Linked DNA regions of Mus musculus: all the other regions are linked to region 5. A link is a contact called in public HiChIP or PLAC-seq, Micro-C and promoter capture Hi-C data. All regions are on one chromosome and are shown on one strand. The core of a region is the stretch at or near the end of the contact, and the rest is flanking DNA. Distances in the headings are between cores, read along the strand shown. Region 1 holds the start of Tmem53 (transmembrane protein 53). Region 2 overlaps St3gal3 (ST3 beta-galactoside alpha-2,3-sialyltransferase 3). Region 3 holds the start of Kdm4a (lysine (K)-specific demethylase 4A). Region 4 overlaps Rnf220 (ring finger protein 220). Region 5 holds the start of Dmap1 (DNA methyltransferase 1-associated protein 1). Region 6 overlaps Armh1 (armadillo-like helical domain containing 1). Region 7 overlaps Rnf220 (ring finger protein 220).

Region 1 (2,700 bases), core at 35-2,534, 430 kb after region 5:
AGTGGGACAGGAGGGCATAGGAAGGGAGGCCTGGGGAGACTTTTTTTGTTTTTGGTTTTGGTTTTTTGGTTTTTTGAGACAGGGTTTCTCTGTGTAGTCCTGGCTGTACTGGAACTCACTCTGTAGACCATGCTGGCCTCGAACTCAGAAAACCGCCTGCTTCTGTCTCCCAAGTGCTGGGATTAAAGGTGTGCGCCACCACCACCTGGCTCTGGGGAGGCTTTTGAAGGAAGCACCCCCTAGCTAAACTTTATGATGAGCTGGACAAGTGCGGGGCAGTGGACTGGAAACACCAAAGAGCAGCATTGGCCGACCTGTACTCCAAGCCTCCTCTGCCCCAGTTTCCAAAAGGGACAACCTTCCATTCTCTGGTCCAACAACTTACACTACTTTACAAGCTACTAATCTTAGGAGGCCTCCCACACATCTTTTTTTAATGATATGGCCTTAGGAGGGTTAAACACACACACACACACACACACACACACACGTTAAGTTTAAATGCCAACTACTAAGCTTACTTCCATCAGGATTCATGCCAAGTCCTTTACACAAATAATCTCAGTTGTGCAACCAGCAATTTTTCCTCAGCTTTGCTCCAGGAAAACTAAAATTCAAAGTTGAAAGTTTGCCGAAGGTCATCCAATTACTAAAGGGATAGGATTTCAACAGAATTCCACCCGGCCTAACCGACCATTCTGTTAACCACTGCCAGGGTGAGCTGAGAAGGGCAGGACTAGGCTTGCTGAGTCCCTTGGCTTTTCTGAGGACCAGAGGCTCCCCCAGGAATCCAAACCTCTGCAAAAATGAAGGATGGGCCTAGTCACACTTGCAAATGAGGAGCGAGAATCCAAAACAAAAGAATTAGAATGAACCTTGAAGGGCCTCCAGCTACAAAGGGAAGCAGAACCTTGAGAACCTGTTGTGGAACAGAAAGACCCTCAGTCGACTGGGGGCGGGGCACGGGGGGCGGGGCTGGGAGCGCCCCGCAAGCTCTAGCCAGCCCTGCGGGACCCCCGAAGGGGGCGGGCCGAGGGAGGGCGGGCCGCAGGGTGGGCGGGGCATCGCTGTTAGGTCACCTTCCCAATCCCCCTCCATACTCTGGCTCCAGCAGGGCTGATCCGGGATCTCGATGCTGTAATCCAGCTCGGCCGAGGCCATGGTGAAGGTGCGGGTCTTCAGCACAGGCCTCCCGCCGGAACTCCCGCAGTTTCACCTCGGCGGGGCCGGGACGCCGCCGGGCCACGCCCCTCCCCGCCCACGCCCAGCGCTGTCCAATCCCCGAGCCGCACTCTGTGACCTCCCTGCCTAGCAACCAGGGAGTCGCTTCGCGCCTCGGGCGGCACCCACTAGCCCGGCCCTAGCAACCGCGCCCCGCCCCTACTGTCTTTGGGCCCCAGCAATTGGCTGACTCTCTTGATCTTGGATCAAGTATTGGTCAGTGGGGCAGCGCTCTCGGAGCGACCGCACCCTCCTGTGAAGGTAAGAGTCGGTGGGAGAGTTGAATGAAGTATTACGGGTCTGCAGAGGGCATCTCAGAACTTTGTCTTCTGGTACTTGGTAGAAAACTTGAACTTGCACCTCTAACTACATCTACCTCCATCGCCAGCAGCAGTTCCCAGGCTGGAGGCAGAAAAAACGAACAAAACAGTGTTAGGCGGCGCGTGCCAACGGGTCCTTCTAAACCTGTGGGTTGAGACTGGTTGCCTGACTGGAAAGGGGTCTTCGGGTAATAAGACATGGCCTTTCATGTGTGAGTCCAAGTAGTTTAGACGAGTACAGGAGTACAGCTTTCTTACATTTAGTAAATATTTTCTGAGCTGGGCATAATGGCGCATGCATTTAATTCCAGCTGTGAGGAGTTGAACTCTGTGAGTTTGAGACCATCCTGATCTATCTCCAGGACAGCCAGGGCTACACAGAGACACCCTGTCCAAAATAAATAAATAAACACATACATGCATACATACATAAACAGAAAAAGAAGCTATTTGGGTGATGGGAATGAGTGGGTATGGTGTGTAGGAGACAGAAACCAGGAGGAAAGTATTGAGGGCTGATGATTAATACGGTAAATAAAACCTCAAAGATGGCACTGGATTTACAAAGAAGTTGTTAGCAACCTTTGCAAGTGCCATTCCAGTGAACAAAAGAGTCAGTGGCTTGAGAGTGAGTGGGAGGTGACAGCATAGTGGTATGTCCCTGGAATCCCAGCCAGGAGTCTAAATGCTTCAAGCCATCCTCAGCTACATAACAAGTTCCAGGCTAGCCTATGCTACATGAGACTTGTCTTAAAAGAAAGAGGGGGGATGGAACACTTGCAAGGCAAGTTATTTTGTCATTCGCTGGCAACCGCTAGGAGGTACAGGCTTTTGTTCAGATGAGAGAGATCCAGCAAAGAGATAAAAGATAAAATCACAGGGGAATTGGGTATGTGAAAGCATATGGCCCCCAACCGTGGGGACTCTCACTTTACACTGCTGAGGAGTAACTGGGGAGATGGCTGAGCTAGTGTGAGGAACCAACTTAGACCCCCAGGACACACATAAAGGCTTCGGGGGCGGGGGGGGGGGGCTGGAGAGATTACTCAGTGGTTAAGAGCACTGACTGCTCTTTTGAAGGTCCTGAATTCAAATCCCAGCAACCACATGGTGGCTCACAACCATCTGTAATGAGATCTGATGCCCTCTTCTGAGGTGT
Region 2 (2,700 bases), core at 180-2,679, 400 kb before region 5:
GGCCCAAATATAAGTTGAAAAATGTTTGAAGCCGCAGCATGATCTTGAAGGTAGCTGTCTACAGAGTCCCGTTAACACTGTTCTATTTTGGGTATAAATGTCTTCATTTATTCAGAAGAGGGTGGGAAATTGTACATATGTTCATGTTTATCTATACATAAGCCTAGATCACATCTAGATTTGCATACGTGTGTATAAAATAACTGTGAGCACGAAATCTAGAAATAATAACTTTGGTTGCCTTCCAGGAAGAAAGCTGGGAGATGTGAGACTGAATAAAGTAAGAGAGAGTGCTAGAGAGAGAGGGAGAGAGAGAGAGAGAGAGAGAGAATGTGTGTCTGTGAGACTGGAGAAGGTGAGAGAGAGTGCTGGGAAGAGAGACAGAGAGAGGGAGAGGGAGGGGGGGAGGGAGTCTGTGAGACTGAAGAAGGTGTGAGAGAGTGCTGGGGAGAGTCGGGCTGGAGGAAGAGAGGGTGCCAAAGAGCATGTGTGTGTCTGTGTGTGTATGCATCTATGTGTGTGTGTGTATGTGTGTATGTATATGCATGTGCCTCTGTTTGTGTTTGTGTATGTGTCTGTGTGTGTATATGTGTGTGTGTCTCTCTATGTGTTTCTGTGTGCATACATGCTCTCACCATGCTGTGTGACCCACTATTCCCACTCCCAAGAGTTCATCCACAGCGTTCCTGCAGAGTTACCCACTGCAGGATTTTCTGTGTGTTTGCTTGCACTGTCATTTTTCCTTTTCTCTTTTGTGTGTGGGTGTCTTGCCTGCACGTGTGTCTGTGTACCATGTGTGTGCCTGGTGCCCCAAGACCAGAAGAGGCTAGAAGATTCCCTGGGTCCTCAGTAAGAACAGTGAGTACTCTTAGAGGCTGAGCCATCTCTCTAACCTGACATTGTTTCTTTGTTTTTTAGTAGCAAGTGTTTGGCAGCTATTTAGGTGTTTATCAGCAGGGAACAAATTAATGAATTAGGTTCCCATTTAGTGAGTCTGAGGCTGGAGCTAGAGGGCCTCTATGTACTGGTAGGAAAAGGTTTCTAGAATGTATCTTCAGATGCAAGACAAAAGTGTCAGGAGTTTTGCATGGGTCTGGCAATGCTCTAAAGTGTTTGTCATCATTCAAAGTCAGTGCAACTTGTTATTCCATTCCTTTTATTATAAAATAGTTTTGAAACATTTTCCTCTGGGCTCTAACGTGTCATTATTATGAGCTTTCTTATTATGAGCAGTATTTGGCACAGAGGAGTGACAAAATCACATTTTTGAGTTATTAAATCTGTTCCACTTTGAGCCAATCAGAGTGACCTCCTACTGATTAGTGTCTGGTGGCCAAGTGCCTTTATATGGTATTCAGCTCTGTACTGGAGCATCGCGGAGTAGCAGTCGGCCTGGGCCACAAGGGGGCAGCAGAACCCTTTGATTGCAATAGCACGGATGGCTTTTGGCCAAGTCCAGCTGCTGCTTGCTTACTGTCCTTCAACTCAGCTGTGTGCACCTAGGAGTCAGGGCACTGTGCGAGCCGACCTCAGAGGTGAGAGGGGTGAGAGGGGAAGGGGTGGGTTTCCGAGTCACCTTCCCTCCTCTCTTACAGGCTGTCCAGTGGATTACAGAGCAGTATGGGAGACATTAGGGGTGGTGCAGCAAGCTAGCACATACACAATCACTGAGGCTTCAGAGCCTCTTGCCTGACACTGAGTCCTGGCTCTGCAGCTTTGGGCTTATGTTCCTACGCTTCGAACCTAAGATTATCAGGGAGATAATCTAAGTAAACCTCTTAGCACTACACCGTGGTGAGCATTGGAAATAGCTGATTACAGGCTCAGTGAGGAAGGACACTCGCCACAAGCCTGCCATCCTGTGCACGATCCCTGAAACACACTTAGTGGAAGCAAGAACCGGCTCCAGCAAGTTGTCCTCTGATCGCCACATGCATTTTTACCCACACATACATAAACACACACAATATATACATTAATGTCAAAACATTTTAAAATAGATGTTCATAATTAAAATAATATTAGTTGGACTGGAGAGATGGCTCAGCGGTAAAGAGCACTGACTGCTCTTCTAGAGGGCCTGAGTTCAATTCCCAGCAACCACATGGTGGCTCACAACTATCTGTAATGAGATCCAATACCCTCTTCTGGTGTGTCTGAAGACAGCTACAGTGTGCTCATACTCGTAAAATAAATAAATTAATCTTAAAAAAATATCAGTTACCAGCAGAGATGGGTAATAGATTCTTAGTGGGTTATTTTTGTTTGTTTGTTTGGTTGGTTGGTTTTTATTGGATATACAGTCTCTCTATGTAGCCCTGGTTGTCCTAGAACTCCCTATGTAGATTAGGCTGCCCTCAGACTCACAGAGATCCACCTGCCTCTTCCTCTTGAGTGCTGAGATTAAAGGCATGTGCTATTGCTGGCTTCTTGACTTGTGACTCTTTCTTATGTATTTAGTAATTGTTTTTGTTTGGTCGCAAGCAAGGTAGAAATATTTATTTAGAACCATTTTAAAGCTGTTTTTTTTTCTCAGAGGGGCTTACAAAGTACTTATGGCCTTGTTTACCCTCTATAAAATAGTTTTTTTTAATTGTTTGTGTACATGTGCATGTATCTACTGTGTGAGTTCTAGATCTCTGCAGTCTCGGGTTTAAAGCTCTCATCCCAGTGTGTCTCCGCGTGTTTTTGACGGGAAGG
Region 3 (2,700 bases), core at 90-2,589, 500 kb before region 5:
ATATTTAACCCATAGCATTCTATGAAGTATCTCCTTTTAGTTAACATTGGTAAACTCTTGCCATCCATCTCAACTCTCCTGAATTTGTTCCCCTTGAAAAATCCAGGCATGGACGAGAAGTTGTTTAAAAACTTTTTTTTTTTTTTTTTTTTGGTATTTTTTGAGACCGGGTTTCTCTGTATAGCTCTGGCTGTCCTGGAACTCACTTTGTAGACCAGGCTGGCCTCAAACTCAGAAATCTGCCTGCCTCTGCCTCCCAAGTGCTAGGATTAAAGGCATGTGCCACCACCGCCCAGCTTACTTTTTTTTTTTTTAACCTATTTATTTAGTGTGTTTGTGGCGGCGGTGACACTGCAATCCACTAAAGTCAGAGGACATCTTGTGAACTTGTATTGATTCTCTCCTTCAACAGCTTACCTCAGATCATAAGACTTGTGCCTTTCCTCTCAGTCATCTCTCTGTACCGAAGGGTTGGTTTTGAAAGCAGTTCAAACACAATACAACTCTTCTTCCCGGTGCTATCGGGAATTTTGCTCATGTTTTATGCCCTAGTGAGTTCTCCTCCTTATTTGACTTATAAGGGTGTTAACCTCTCTTTCTTCATCGTCCTTGACAATCTGGGAACTCCTTAAGGCTGCTCACAGCCTCTCAGGAACTGCTCCTAATGACTTCTAGGGATCCTGTTCGGCCCCCTGAAGTGCCTTTAATGATTCTTAGAATCACCCTGTTCGCTCCAAGAGCTGCTAATGACCCCAAATTTTCGCTCAAGGGGAGCCGCTTTTAAAAAGCCTCAGGGATATCTTCCTTCAGGATCTGTCCTAATGACCCCCCAGGGCTCCTTCTCCTGGAGCAGATCTTTACCTAACCCGCCTTGCCAGCAGGCGAGGGGCTTCTTAGAGAAGAGAGTCAAACTGAGAGTACTGGGCAAACTTGGACATGCTGGTCACGTTCTCTGAACTCCTTGACTTTAGAAACTTTCCCGGAGGTCTTCCATCGCCTTTATATCTTAGGCAAAGGAGTTACTCCAAGAAAATTAGGCTTATCCTTTCGCTAGAAACATCCTATAACCACCTGCTCGCCCTTCCCCATAACCGGCTAGCCCATTTCAGGGTATTCGCTTCTTTCTACCCAGCTTAACTATGGAGATCTGAGTCAGCCTCTGATAGGCTAACTCTGGATCCAGCCCTGATGCTCAGTGGCCCCAGTCCCCGGAGGCTCAGCGTTTTCTCCTGGCAACAGCTCGAGACGACGCTCATAGGCTAAGCGGACTCGTAGTTCCAGACGCCGAGTCGGTGTAGTGAGTGTTCATTGGTTAGCTGAGGACCTAAAGCCATTCTTGGGTTGGTTGACTATGGGCTCTGTGAGGCTGCGCAGAGTCAGACTTTAAAGGAGGCGGAGCTCTGTCTTTCGCCCTCAAGAAAGACAGTGGGATCGGCGAGTGGCGACAACAGCAATCGGGCCTGAGCCCTGCTAGGGCTTTAGGCTCCAGGTGAGAGCCATCGGGTTTTGGATTCCCCAAGGGGTTGATGCTGCCAAAACCCTTGGCCGTGAGCTCCAGTGGGGGAGGGTGGTGAGGTGGGTCTTTCTGTGCTCTGTGATCGACATGGGGTTTGAGCAATAGAGAAAGGAGCTTCTAAAATAAGTTTTGCGATTGGTTCTTTCCAATCTCTAGTGGCCAATGGGCGTCGGGAGAGGGGGGCGGGCCCACTGGGCCTTATTTTCTTCTTCCTGCGGCCGGGCCTCCCTCGCCTAGGCGGTGGGGCCGGGAGGGGCAGTGTCTGTAAGTGGTGTGTGGGGACACTGGGAACCGGGCTGCCTTTGGAGGGATGCCGCGGGGGTGGCTGCGGGGGCGGAGAGTGCGGGAGTTTCAGGTCACTGTTAGCAACAGCTGCCTTTATGGAGTGCTTACCGGGCCTAGCGTTTAGGGCTCGCTTGCATCATCTAAGTTAATCATACGATCCATCAAGGCAGGGGTTTGGGGTCCCCATTTTGCAGGTGGAGAAACTGAGACTCATCCAGTCCATTCACACAGCCAAGGTGTTAAAAAGTGACAGAGATCAGACCGGTATTCAGAGTTTTCACTCTAGAGCCGAAGGTTTAGCTCCCGGTACTCTTTGCTTTGTTGCTGAAGGCGGACGGGAAGGTGCCCCAGACCAGATTTCCCCAAGGGAATAGATCGCGGGAATGGAACCCTAGAGTTAAAGTAATGGGATGATCCGCTAAAGTGAGCAGAGGATATGAGTTATTCAGCAGTTACTGAGTGCCTACTTTGTGGCGAGCATTGTTCTAGCTTCTGGACACACAAAGATAAACAGAGCTAGAGGCAGATGAAGCAACATTGTGACCACCTTTGAAGCCCAGGGGAGGAGCCCCAGTCTGATATTTATGATACCTTTTTGTAAAAATTTCAAAAGTAGAATATATTGAAAATTTCCTTTTAAAAGGAAAAGTCTCCTAAATTGAATAGGCTTCAAGTTCCTCCACACTTTCAGAGAAGTCTTAGTTCATGTAAGTATTAGAGCTGAGGTAGCAGAAAGTGGTAGAAGATGCTTTAGAGGGGGCACTTTGGATACATTTCCTGGTATGTAAAGCAGGGATAACAGTATATCTTTTATGCAAAGTTAATGAAAAATGCCTAGCCAGAAATCCCTCCCTTGGAGTGGAATGGAAACCCAAGAGTTACCATGACAGGGTTTCTGT
Region 4 (2,700 bases), core at 186-2,685, 400 kb after region 5:
GAGGAGAGAGTGAGTTATGGCAAAATTTGACCTCCCATGAGCTTCATTGGTGAATCTAATTTTAGCTCTGATCCCATCTCTTCTCCCATGGCGCCCTCTGCCCTGAAGGAAGAGGGGCCTGGGCTCAGCTGCTCCCTGCTTCCCTTGGGCTCTCCCCAATCGCTGCCGAAGAGTCTTCAGGGCCCTACCCGTCTCTGCTCCCTTCCTAGCTCCTGAGACAAGGGTTGGCTCCCTAGATGAGACAGAAGAATTGGTTAGGTGCCCAGGGTCAGTGTCCTCTTGTCAAGCTCTGTCACCATGGGCAAGAGAAAGAGGTACCTGCTTCTTGGCTTCTAACTCTTTCTGTGTAAAGCACAGCTGGCACTGCAGTTTGTGGTCATTAAGAGAGCCAGGCTGCATCCCATCTGCCTCCTGTTTTTCTGGGCAACACCCTTGAGATGGCCACTGTGTGTGGTCTTTGGGGGATCTCTCAGCAGGCTCGAAGGAGGGCCTTTGCCTCCGTAGAGCCATGACACCTGGTCTCCGGTGAGATCAAGTCTCTGCAGTGCCATCCAGTGCAGATGGGCACTGTGCCTCTGAGCTTGTTGCATGGTGCCCACCAGTCTGAAGACAAGTCAGAGCGTAAATCAGGAGGGTTAAACCAAACTGTTGCCACCCCCTAGGTAAGCAGCCTTAGTTGTCATTGCACAGAGCATTTCTGTCCTGGGGCTCTAGCAGGTCTGAAGCCTCTCAAGAATGAAGGATGGCGCTCATGAGCCCAGGAATGAGGCACATGGATGCTAGGGTGTGTGACCAGGTTTAGAAGGCAGTCTTGCTGAGTCAGTTCTGGAAGGCTGTTCTAGATTAGCTCTGCTGTCAGTTGCAACTGTTCACACCAACTGCAGCTGCTGCTTAGGTTTCTTGGCAAGGAACAGGACCCTGTGGCTCTTGGGCTCCTGGAGTGTCTGAATGGGTCAGGCTGCACAGGGCCCACTGCTTAAGCAAAGCCATTTCTGCATGGGATGTGCCAGCAGATGGGTGTCAGAGGCTCTCGGGCCTCGGGTAGGTATCATCTTTCTGGGTGTGTTTACACTGCGAGGTTGATCCTTTCAAGAATTCCTGAGGAGAGTTCAAAGAGGGCTTTTCTTTGAGCGATTTGGAGAGCGAGAATGAGACTTGAAGAGGGAATGGGGCCGGAGGGGCCTTTATCTGCAGAGAATTGCTCCAGCTTTCCTGATAGAAGCTGCTGCCGCCTCTTAAACAGCTTAGTGCAGTCAAAAGACAGGCTAACTTGAAAGGCTGTTTTACAGCGAGATCAGCGGGGGCCACGAGGCAGAAAGTGGAGCCTCCTCAATGGGAGGGGCTATCAAAGAGAGGCCCTGGCTGATCCTGACTGCCTCTGCCCCTGAAGCCCATCTGCAAAAGCTGGCCATCTGTCAGCCGACCCTCCCTGGCCAGGACCAATAGGCCCAACTCTTGGGGGGGGGGGTTGGGTGTGGCCCTGCCAGGCTGCTGGTGTCAGTGCAGTGCATTGATCGCCGCCGGGCGGGCTGGGCCGCAAGCTGGGCAGCTCCTGCTTAATGTGATTGAAAGGCAGTTAAAATGGCGGTGACCTTTTCAGGAGGAATTAGATTGCCTGCCAAGACCGGTTAGAGGGAGTGATAACGCCAGCCGAAGAAGCTGCCCGGCCGACTTCAGAGAGGGAGGCAGAGGCAGGATGAGCAGGAGAGTAGCGAGGCCCATTTAAGCCGTCCTGTGCATGCTGACAGCAGAGATTGCTGTCCTTGTTAGATATGAAAGAGTTGAAGAACTGTGATAAGTCCCTGCATCCCTTCATTCCTCTGTCCCCCCTCCCAGACTAGGGTCCCCTCGTCATCCTCAACAGAGCTTCCTACATGGTCAGACCGGCTGCCTTGAATGTAATCTAGGCAGTGGTCTAGCAAGAGTCATGGTGAAGACACTTGGCTCAGAAGAACAGGCTGTGAGCTTGAGAGCCTGGGGTTAATGACAAGGAGGGTCAATGTCTCAGGACAAAAGAGAGCAAGAGAACGTCGAGGGAGGTCGGTCTACAAATAGATTCTTATTTATTTAGAGAGGAGATCTCACTATGTCACCCCAGCTGACCTGGAACTCGCTGTGTAGACCACACTGGCCTCAGACTCGAGTTTCATCTGCCTCTGCCTCCCAGTACAAACAGATTAAGAAACAGAAATAAAGCCTGGGGAAATGAGGAAAGTCTTGTAGAGAGCAGCTCGTCTGACCCTCGGGTCTCAGAGCACTCTGGGCTGTGCACTCCGCTGCCGCCTGCTCACTTGAAACCTCAGGTCTTTTGCACTGCTCGTGGTGTTGCATATGGGCAGAACCCAGGGCCCAGTGCTTCATCTAAAGATACAACAATTAGGGTAAAAGGTGCTTTTCTGGGATACTCTGCCAAACCTAGGCAGAAGAGATGTCTTCAGGCTAGAGAAATGGGCCACAAGGGAGGCAGCCTTGGGATAACTGTGACCATGTGACCTCCATCCTCAAGGAGCCATGTGACCAATGAGTAAGGGCTCGATTTTCCTCTTATTCCCTACCTCCTCTGTCTTAGAGGTGTGGGGTGCTGGGCTGTAAGTCCTCCCTTGTATCGGTTGCCAGTAAGAATTCACTTGTCCAGACTTGGGGAAGCCAGAACTCAGTACAACTAGAAGGATCAGTCTGCTCAAAAGGATGTGGAAAAGA
Region 5 (2,700 bases), core at 148-2,647:
ACTACTAATATGGGAGTCAAGAGTAAATAGACTGATAGCTGTTAAAGCAGTTGAAATGACATACTCCCTTGTGAAAACAAGATAAGGGCTTCTAGTCATTCCTACATATTGACAACCTAAGTACATAGACATGTGGCGTGGTATGTGTGTGTATTACTATTGCTTCCATGAAACACCATGACCAAAAGCAAGTTGGGGAGGAAAGGGTTTATTTGGCTTATACTGCCACATTGCTATTTATCACCAAAGGAATTCAGGACAGGAATTCAAACAGGGTACGATCCTGGAGGCAGGAGCTGATGCAGAAGCTATGGAGAGGTATTGTTTACAGGCTTGCTTCTCCTGGCTTGCTCAGCCTTTTATAGAACCCAGGACTACTAGCTAAGGAATAACACCGCCCACAATGGGCTGGGCCATCCCCACTGACCACTCAATAAGAAGATGCCTTACAGCTGGATCTTAAAGGCAGTTTCTCAGTTAAGGTTTTCATCTATCAGATAACTCTAGTTTGTGTGTTGACAGTACAGTGTGTGTGTGTGTGTGTGTGTGTGTGTTGTACATTACACTGCCCCCCCCCCCAAAAAAAAAAGAGTCAAGATTCACAACTCATTTTAGGGGAATTGTAAATTAAATAAAGAAGTTAAGAGCCTGACCTGGTGGCACATTCCTGTAATCCCAGCACTTGAGAGGCAGGGGGATCGCTGTGAGTTAAGAGGCCACCCTGGGTGGTGGGGAAAGAAAAGGGATAGGAAGGAGGAGGCAGAGAGGGAGGGAGGGAGGGAGGGAGGAAGGGAGAGAGAGAGAGAGAGAGAGAGAGAGAGAGAGAGAGAGAGAGAGAGAGAGAGAGAGAGAGCTTCTATTTTACTCTCTTGGCAGCTGGAGAAGCTAGTTTAGCTCTGCTTTGAAAGTTTAGCACAATGGCAATGCCTGGTAATATAGAGAGGCACTGAATGAGCAGAGGCAATTACTATCATTAATCCAGTTAATTAAGAAAAAAAATAATGTTCCAGGCACTGTGCCATTGTTTTACATGGGTTATTGGTATTTCACTTAAGCAGGAGCTGTTACAATTTTCATTTTGTAAACAAATTAAGTGTTTTGAAATAGGTTTTGAGAAAATAAGTGACTTTTCAATGTCACAGAGTTCTCTTCAGGTTTTCTTTTCATTGCCCGGGACACAATGTAGAGAAATAGAAGGTAAATGTCAAAAGCAAGCCCCGCATCGCCTCGCGCGGATTCCTGGGAGCACAGCAGGAATTCCAGGCGAGCGACTCAGCCTGCCCGGTAGCTTGCACACTGGGTTGCTAGCCGGCTCCTGTTTGTCTAAGCACCGACCGGAAGTGTTTCTAAGGGTTGCGTTTCTACGACGCACAGCCGGAAGTTCCTATCCGTGGGTCTTCAGAGAGAGGTAATTTGAGGAGTGGGCTACAGCTGGGGGGACTCAGGTGTGGCTCCCCGGGGATGGCGAGGCAGGGAGGACAGTGTGACCGTAAGGGACACCTGCGCGGGGAGGCGGAGAACGAGGCAGCACCCAAACCTGGTGTGGACCATTCTGGCGCTGGCCTCTTCACCCTGCCCCCACTTGGAGCGGGAGTTGCAGGGACACCGCCCCCTTAACGGTAGCACAGTCTTTCTGCAGGTACCGACCCTTGACGTCGGGGTACTACCTCATCCCTCGGGCGTGATGGCTACGGGCGCAGATGTACGAGACATTCTAGAACTCGGGGGTCCAGAGGGAGATGCCGCCTCTGGGACCATCAGCAAAAAGGATATTATCAACCCGGACAAGGTAGCAGGGGCATTTGAGCGGGCTGAAGTGTGGGTGAAGGTGTTGGCGAAGGGATGGGAAGGGGTGTTACCAGAAGAGAGATGGTGGAAGTGATAATAAAAGGAGAGCTACAATGGAACAAGAGCATGCCACCCTTAATGTAACGAAGAGGGGACACTGGGAGGTGGGGACCAAGAGAGCGGGGAAACCGCCAACGGACGAGAGGACCGAGGGAACCTGACACTTGTAAGTTGTTGGGAAGAGAGAGCAAGACATTGTGACAGTCTTGAGGTGAGGGAAGGACTTTCTTCCCTGATAACTCAGACGCGAGCGGGGAGAGGAAACCTGTGCAGACGGTGTAGAGACGCTCCCATGAGTGGGTTCCCGGGACTTTAGTTCAGCATTTGTTTGTTCAGGTTGGGCTGGGTAAAAACTTCAAGGAAGGGTGGGTCTGGGCCATCATTTTTTCCCTGTGGTTTTCTTCCCAGAAAAAGTCCAAGAAGTCCTCAGAGACGCTGACCTTCAAGAGGCCTGAGGGCATGCATCGGGAGGTCTATGCTTTGCTTTACTCTGACAAAAAGCAAGTATTGGAATCCCAAGTCCTCCGTGTTTCCCCTAGCTCACCAGGCATAGCCCTATGTCCCTATTTTCTCTTCTACTTTCCCCCACGCCAGTATCCCCAACTAGGGCTCCTCCTGCAGGACAGCTCAGTGTCTTGCTCCAGGACATGACTTCCTTATTCTGGGGTAGACTGAGCTTCATGGCTTTAGAGGTTCTTCACACACCTGCTTCTAACCTTTCACCTCCACTGCCAGGGATGCACCCCCACTGCTGCCCAGTGACACTGGTCAGGGGTATCGGACAGTGAAGGCGAAACTGGGGTCCAAGAAGGTTCGCCCTTGGAAATGGATGCCTTTTACTAACCCAGCTCG
Region 6 (2,700 bases), core at 110-2,609, 460 kb after region 5:
ATAATAACAAGCTGGGTTTGGTGGCACACAACTTTAATCCCAGCACTCAGGAGATCTCTGTGAATTCTAGAACAGCATAGTCCATGTAGCATGCTCCAAGACAACAAGGACTATAAAGATAGACCCTGTCACAAATAAGTAAGTAAATAAGTAAACAAACAAATACAATAACAATACTGATAATATATTTTTTGTTTGCATTTTGGAGACAGATTCTTGCTGCATTATCCAGGATAGCCTTGATCCCCAGCACTTAACCAACCCACTTATCTCAGCTTCTCTCAGCTGAGTCTGGCTAGACTTTAAAGTTGTGTGTGTGTGTGTGTGTGTGTGTGTGTGTGTGTGTGTGTGTGTGCACTCGCACACATGTGCATGGAGGTCAGAAAATGACATCAGAGGTCTTCCTTAGCCACTCTGTTTACATGTTAATGTCTCTAGCTGAACCTGTAACTCACCAATGTGATGAGCTGGGCTAACCAGCTTGCCCCTGGGATCTCTGTCTCTAGTTCCCTAGTGCTAAGAGTGCAACCCAGCCACAGTGCTAGCCCAGTTTACCTGGGTGCTGGGGACATGAACTCCAGTTCTCAAGCTTGCTTAACAAGTGTGTTAATGCCGGGCAGTGGTGGCCCACGCCTTTAATCCCAGCACTCGGGAGGCAGAGGCAGGTGGATTTCTGAGTTCGAGGCCAGCCTGGTGTACAGAGTGAGTTCCAGGACAGCCAGGGCTACACAGAGAAACCCTGTCAAAAAAAAACAAAACAAAACAAAACAACAACAAAAAAAAGTGTGTTAACTGCTGAGCCTCTCCTGCCTTATTTATTTATTTGGGAGGGGGTGTGCATGCCACAGGGATGGCAAGGTTGGGGGATAACTAGCAGAACTTTTCTCCTTCCACCATGCAACCCTGGGATCCTACTCAGTTGATGAGGCTTGGTTTCAAGTGTCTTTGTCCACTGAACCATCTCATCAGTCCTCCTCAGCTCTTAAAAAGCAATTCTCTGAAAGTATTTTTATCTGGGCATGATGGCATGTGTCTGTAACCGCCGACGATGGAGGCGGTAGCAGGAGGACTGCCACAAAATGAAGGCCAGTTTGATCTAACAGTGAAGGCTCCATGTCTAATAATTAATCCATCTATTTTTAGTGTTTCAGCATTGGTCTTTGAATACGGTGTAATTAAAAATGTATGAGTTAATCTATTTTTAGTGCTTCAACATTAGTATTTGAATAGAATGTAGTTAAAAGGGCAGCAGAACACTCAGGAATCAGAGAGCATGTGACTGGTCAAGTACAGCCTGCAAGGATATTCCAGTAGAAAAGAAAGAAAATTTATGCTGAAGCGTGCTTCCTCTGTGCAGCCAGCAGGTGGCAGTCTCGTCCAGAAGTGCACAGTAAACCGGTTTCCCAAGACTCTAGCAGCAAAGACATGGGTGGGCACCGTGGAAGTGACTGCATGTGTACACCAGCTTTAGATTTAGTCTGTTCGCTGTCAAGGCATGATCATCTTCATCTGTAAAATGATTTATAGACAGAGTAACAGAAAAAAAAAACTCTGTAGAATCCTACAGAGTATGAGGCTGAAGGGAGGTGCTGGTTAACTGAACTTTATGTAGAGGCATTCAGGCTTCCAGTTATGGAGGAAAAGGAAGTGGCTGCTCTTTATGGAAGGTTGCTGGGAGGAGGCACAAAAGGATTTCCGGTTACACAAAGTCCCTAGTCAAAAACCACCTGTGATGCAATCTGTCTGGGCAAGTGTCGGACCCCAACCTCTTCTGTCATGAAAAGATCTTCCCTAAGCAAAAAGGAGGGTACGTCATAGAAAAGCCTGTGCATAGCCACGAGCTGGCTAAGACAGATTTCCTTCATAATGTCAGCCCCTTTAAGAGAAGGGCGGCCTTCCAGACCTGTTCCTATCTACAAGAGGCCGTACAGTTTCTCTGATAACCAACTCTGATGCTGGGCATGGTGGCACATACCTTTATTCCCAGCACTCAGGAGGCAGAGGCAGGTGGATCTCTATGAGTTCAAGGCCAGCCTGGACTACATAGTTAGTTAGTTCTAGGCTATCTGGGACTATGTAGAAAGATCCTGTCTCAAAAAAACAAAAACAAAAACAAAAAAAACCCAAACAAACAAAAAAACAAAACAACAACAACAAAAAAAACAGTAGCAAAAAGCAATTCTAAAATGCCAAAGCCAAACACACACACACCTGGGATGGAATATTTTATTCTCCCGCACACACGGGATATCCAAGTGCTGGACCACTTATTTTGTTCCTTTGTTTTGTTTCGAGACAGGATTTCTCCATGTAGCCCTGGCTGTTCTGGAACTCACTCTGTAGACCAGGCTGACTTTGAACTCAGAGATCTGCCTGCCTCTGCCTCCCAAGGCAGAGGTCAAAGGCGTGCGCCACCACCAACTTTGGTTACTTGGCCACTTGTAAGGTCCTTTTGCCACAGGAACATTAACCCTGGTAGAAGCTTTCCTGCTCACTGGCCCCCTAACAAGGCCACTTGCCCTCAACTTCTTCATCTGTTCAGAGGGATCAGCAGGAAAGCACGAGGCATCCTGGTGCAGACAAGGGTGAGTTGTTTTGCTTTGGTTTTTTTAGACAGAGTCTTAGACAGCTTAGACTGGCCTCAAACTCTATATGAAGTAAGCAGTGGCCCTCCAGCTCCCGAGTGTTGCTCTTATAGGC
Region 7 (2,700 bases), core at 163-2,662, 380 kb after region 5:
TGCCCACAGCGTGTGACCCGAGAAAGAGACCTGGGGAAGCCACAGTACCTTCCCCTAAAGTCTACACACTAGCTCTACTACTCTAAACGCTGCTAGGCCCAGGTCGATGCTGGGTGTGGCAGTGCATACCTGCAATTCCAGAGGCAGAGGCAGGAAGACCTGGAACTAGAGGTCAGCCTGCGCTGCGGAGTGAGCTACATAGTGAGACCAGATCTTTAGATAGGAAGAAAGGAAGGCAGAGAGGAAAAGAGGCAGGAAGAACCGGTTAGAGAGAGGGACAGAGGAGTGAGGGAGGAAGGAAGGAAGGAAGGAAGGAAGGGAGGGAGGGAGGGAGGGAGGGAGGAAATCACCGAGCATAGCTCATACTCCTATAGTTTTGGTTGTGAGCCTAGCCTTCATTAGCTGACCCATCTTTCCAATCCAGCCCAGCCCATACTCAAGGGAGGAGAATTATGCTCTAAAAGCTCTCATTCTTAAAGACAAGAGTATCCAAAGAACCTGTGGGCACACTTTAAAAGCCCCACAGAAGCTATAGTATGGTAATAATAATGAACTGCATGGAAATTCACTATCTCACAAGAGCTATTCTTCACATAGCTATGTGATGGTCATGCACTGCTTAATGATGGATGTATGTGCTAAGAAATGCATCCTTAGACATTTTTTGATCATGTGAGTACCATAGAGTGTACTTAAACTACACTGCCACTAGGCAATGTAACCTCACGGGACAACTTTCAGATATGTAGCCAGCCCGTTGCTAATTGTGATGTGTGACTATAGCTATAACTCCCATTTTATAGATGAGGAAACCGAGGCACAGCCACGTTAAGTGACTTCTCTAAGGTTGCCCACTTGGCAATAAACATAAGGTTTGTCTCTAGCAGTTTTGACACCAGCGCTCTGCTCTTCGCCTCCCCTCCCCCATCACTTACACACCGTGGGGGATTGACCTGTCAGGGGCAGAAAGTGAAAGAAACAGCTTGCAGGCTGTACCAGGATTTCTGGGTAATTTGCTTCCAATGAAGAGAACCTCAACCAAGAACAGAAAACGCAGGGACTTGCGGAGCGCATTTGGGCACTGTGCCTGCCCCGCTGAAATGTTCTTTTTGCCTCCTGGGCAAGGACCCCCGCCCCAGCCCGCACCACCCAGGCCATCTCCCTCGCCTTTTCCGTTCTATCCCTGCTCGTGACCCTGCATAAATCCCTCATCATCCACGTTTCTCAGAGCACCCACACCTCGCGGCTGTGGGCTCACGTCCGGGCCTATTCCTGCACCCCCTAATGCCCACGCCGCCCTCAGCACGTGCACGCCCTGCGCCCCTGGCACGCCCTCCTCCCCACCGGGTGTCTGACAGCCGGACAGCGGGATCTGCACAGCAAGTGAAATTCCCGTCGGATCGATAAAGCCGAAGCGCTGGCGGCGACGGGTCGATGGTTTTATCTGTCTCGGCCCCGCCGCGCCCGGCGCGCTGACAGTCGGACCGGCCGGCAAAGGCGTTCAAGGGCAGCCGCACCCGCCGCCCCCTCCCCACGCGCGCCCCCTCCCCGCGGCCACTGCGGCCACCGGACTGCGGGCTGGACCGGCCCCGCCGCCGCCCCTGTGATTTATCTGGATTTTTAATTGGAAAAAATTTGCGAATTAATTGATTTCAGGAACTTGCCAATTAACATTGTAATTGGGTGCGTGATAAATTCCCAAGGAGCGTGTCAGCTCCCTCCGGGCTGACGGGCAGCGTGAGCGAGGGTCCCCAGCCTGGTTGCCCTTGCCCCGCCCGGTGCTGGCTCTGGGATGAGCCCGAGGATGGGCAAAGAAGGTTGGGGAAAGACGGAAGCACCTGAGCTCCTGCGCTCCATCCACCCCACCCACATTCCTTCTTCCCACCATCAGTATCCTGAACAGAAGGACGAGTTCACCGATGAGGAAACTGAGGTCGCCCCTTCACCACCCAGGCAAGAGCCCGAAAGTGAGCCTCCTGGATTGGTGACCTGTGACCAAGTCCCCTCCTCCCCAGCTCTCCAGCCCTCTGCTTCCTCCAGGCCGAATTCCTGGCTCCTCTCCCTTTGTTTTCTGTGCTGGCTCCTCCCCTCGTCTCTCAACCTGCCCCAATACCCCTTATCACCCTGCCCTTGCCTCTTTTGCCCTCCCTCTCTTGTCCGCTCCTCAGCCTCGCTCGCCCTGAGCCCTTGGGTGCTGCTGCCAGGCTAGCCTCCCAGGTGGTTCTACTTCTGGAACTTTCTAGATGGAGTTCTTCAACCTTCTGCCTCTAACTGCCCAACAACCTAGGCGGGTCCTGTGTGTGCTATTGCTGTACACCTGGGGGCTCACAAAAGAAGCAAGGACCTTACAGCTCCTACGCAAAGGAGGCTGGGTTTTCACAAACACAGGCTTGACACACATGTATACAGTGCACAAACACTCCATTCCCACACAGCTCAGTGTACACACACACACACACACACACACACCCTGAAAGAAGCCACCTTCCCAGAGGTGAACATTCCCAGGTACCAAGAGCAGCCACATGCCCACAGGAAAAGCAGAGTTCTCAGCAGCTCAACGGGATCCTTTCCCAAGTTCCTGCCACAGCCCTCCTACACCTCACCTGAGTCTGTCTCTCCCCTCCTAGAACCTTACTGAACAAGGGCTCCTTAAATCCAAGGGCTTGGCTACTCAGAACAAAGCATAACTCTGAGTCA

Evidence for each region. Promoter capture Hi-C pulls out the DNA fragments that hold promoters and counts their contacts. A called contact is a pair of places that touch in the nucleus more often than the background predicts. HiChIP or PLAC-seq counts read pairs in DNA pulled down with a chosen protein or histone mark.
Region 1: a promoter capture Hi-C map of stem cell-derived epiblast-like cells shows a contact between it and region 5, with 6 times the contacts expected there. The contact joins the promoter of Tmem53 here to the promoter of Dmap1 in region 5. A contact is called at or near these places in 25 of 39 promoter capture datasets (the 3T3-L1 cell line, 3T3-L1-derived adipocytes, the C10 cell line and 15 more), 3 of 15 datasets of contacts at CTCF or cohesin (the G1E-ER4 cell line and embryonic stem cells), 64 of 484 Hi-C or Micro-C datasets (B cells, the C10 cell line, CD4 T cells and 35 more), 14 of 115 datasets of contacts at active chromatin or transcription factors (Th17 cells, embryonic basal ganglia, embryonic forebrain and 8 more) and 4 of 9 other capture datasets (adipose tissue, embryonic stem cells, liver and 1 more).
Region 2: a contact with region 5 is called in a Micro-C map of the G1E-ER4 cell line. The contact joins the enhancer-like site here to the promoter of Dmap1 in region 5. A contact is called at or near these places in 17 of 39 promoter capture datasets (the 3T3-L1 cell line, 3T3-L1-derived adipocytes, the C10 cell line and 9 more), 2 of 15 datasets of contacts at CTCF or cohesin (embryonic stem cells and pro-B cells), 2 of 484 Hi-C or Micro-C datasets (both in the G1E-ER4 cell line) and 2 of 9 other capture datasets (adipose tissue and liver).
Region 3: a contact with region 5 is called in a promoter capture Hi-C map of erythroid cells, with 10 times the contacts expected there. The contact joins the promoter of Kdm4a here to the promoter of Dmap1 in region 5. A contact is called at or near these places in 5 of 39 promoter capture datasets (the 3T3-L1 cell line, the C10 cell line, erythroid cells and 2 more), 1 of 484 Hi-C or Micro-C datasets (embryonic stem cells) and 4 of 115 datasets of contacts at active chromatin or transcription factors (the NIH/3T3 cell line, bone marrow-derived macrophages, large pre-B cells and 1 more).
Region 4: a contact with region 5 is called in an H3K27ac HiChIP or PLAC-seq map of embryonic stem cells, with 10 times the contacts expected there. The contact joins the enhancer-like site here to the promoter of Dmap1 in region 5. A contact is called at or near these places in 24 of 39 promoter capture datasets (the 3T3-L1 cell line, 3T3-L1-derived adipocytes, the C10 cell line and 14 more), 6 of 15 datasets of contacts at CTCF or cohesin (the NIH/3T3 cell line, embryonic stem cells, hippocampal excitatory neurons and 3 more), 128 of 484 Hi-C or Micro-C datasets (the AML12 cell line, the AtT-20 cell line, B cells and 77 more), 37 of 115 datasets of contacts at active chromatin or transcription factors (DN3 thymocytes, the HPC-7 cell line, the NIH/3T3 cell line and 25 more) and 7 of 9 other capture datasets (adipose tissue, embryonic stem cells, embryonic tail and 4 more).
Region 6: a contact with region 5 is called in an H3K4me3 HiChIP or PLAC-seq map of forebrain, with 6 times the contacts expected there. The contact joins the enhancer-like site here to the promoter of Dmap1 in region 5. A contact is called at or near these places in 17 of 39 promoter capture datasets (the C10 cell line, the HPC-7 cell line, HPC-7-derived erythroid cells and 9 more), 2 of 15 datasets of contacts at CTCF or cohesin (embryonic stem cells and stem cell-derived epiblast-like cells), 6 of 484 Hi-C or Micro-C datasets (cortical neurons and embryonic stem cells), 5 of 115 datasets of contacts at active chromatin or transcription factors (embryonic basal ganglia, embryonic forebrain, embryonic stem cells and 1 more) and 2 of 9 other capture datasets (embryonic stem cells and pancreatic islet).
Region 7: a contact with region 5 is called in an H3K27ac HiChIP or PLAC-seq map of extraembryonic endoderm stem cells, with 11 times the contacts expected there. The contact joins the enhancer-like site here to the promoter of Dmap1 in region 5. A contact is called at or near these places in 22 of 39 promoter capture datasets (the 3T3-L1 cell line, the C10 cell line, the HPC-7 cell line and 13 more), 1 of 15 datasets of contacts at CTCF or cohesin (stem cell-derived epiblast-like cells), 10 of 484 Hi-C or Micro-C datasets (the G1E-ER4 cell line, bone marrow-derived macrophages, brown adipocytes and 5 more), 14 of 115 datasets of contacts at active chromatin or transcription factors (craniofacial prominence, embryonic basal ganglia, embryonic forebrain and 10 more) and 3 of 9 other capture datasets (adipose tissue, liver and pancreatic islet).

The regions. Positions count from the first base shown.
Region 1 is chr4:117,250,535-117,253,234 of GRCm38.p6, reverse strand. It overlaps Tmem53 (transmembrane protein 53), which reads right to left and starts at 1,284. Exons shown (of 3, transcript NM_026837.3): 1 at 1,101-1,284. The coding sequence starts at 1,161. It overlaps Armh1 (armadillo-like helical domain containing 1), which reads left to right and starts at 1,318. Exons shown (of 13, transcript NM_001145637.1): 1 at 1,318-1,482.
Region 2 is chr4:118,082,505-118,085,204 of GRCm38.p6, reverse strand. The region is part of intron 2 of St3gal3 (ST3 beta-galactoside alpha-2,3-sialyltransferase 3); the gene reads left to right. Among named protein-coding and RNA genes, the nearest start is that of St3gal3, 51 kb to the left of the region's middle. Within about 2 kb of position 1,429, at least 47 of the 459 cell types and tissues checked have an H3K27ac peak or open chromatin away from gene starts, as enhancers often do. A contact at or near this core is called in the G1E-ER4 cell line, where this site is marked.
Region 3 is chr4:118,178,682-118,181,381 of GRCm38.p6, reverse strand. It overlaps Kdm4a (lysine (K)-specific demethylase 4A), which reads left to right and starts at 1,339. Exons shown (of 22, transcript NM_001161823.1): 1 at 1,339-1,489.
Region 4 is chr4:117,282,241-117,284,940 of GRCm38.p6, reverse strand. All of the region lies in intron 8 of Rnf220 (ring finger protein 220), which reads left to right. Among named protein-coding and RNA genes, the nearest start is that of Gm12843, 5.8 kb to the left of the region's middle. Within about 2 kb of position 1,435, at least 55 of the 459 cell types and tissues checked have an H3K27ac peak or open chromatin away from gene starts, as enhancers often do. A contact at or near this core is called in the N1E-115 cell line, VIP interneurons, cerebellum and 8 more, where this site is marked.
Region 5 is chr4:117,680,922-117,683,621 of GRCm38.p6, reverse strand. Dmap1 (DNA methyltransferase 1-associated protein 1) reads left to right here and starts at 1,397. Exons shown (of 11, transcript NM_023178.2): 1 at 1,397-1,408; 2 at 1,640-1,789; 3 at 2,257-2,348; 4 at 2,584-2,700. The coding sequence starts at 1,685.
Region 6 is chr4:117,217,715-117,220,414 of GRCm38.p6, reverse strand. The region is part of intron 7 of Armh1 (armadillo-like helical domain containing 1); the gene reads left to right. Among named protein-coding and RNA genes, the nearest start is that of Gm23287, 8.2 kb to the right of the region's middle. Within about 2 kb of position 1,359, at least 48 of the 459 cell types and tissues checked have an H3K27ac peak or open chromatin away from gene starts, as enhancers often do. A contact at or near this core is called in the HPC-7 cell line, forebrain and hematopoietic stem and progenitor cells, where this site is marked.
Region 7 is chr4:117,303,088-117,305,787 of GRCm38.p6, reverse strand. All of the region lies in intron 3 of Rnf220 (ring finger protein 220), which reads left to right. It overlaps Gm12843 (a long non-coding RNA gene), which reads right to left. Exons shown (of 4, transcript XR_003955258.1): 4 at 399-2,700. Among named protein-coding and RNA genes, the nearest start is that of Gm40231, 15 kb to the left of the region's middle. Within about 2 kb of position 1,412, at least 31 of the 459 cell types and tissues checked have an H3K27ac peak or open chromatin away from gene starts, as enhancers often do. A contact at or near this core is called in adipose tissue, extraembryonic endoderm stem cells, liver and 2 more, where this site is marked.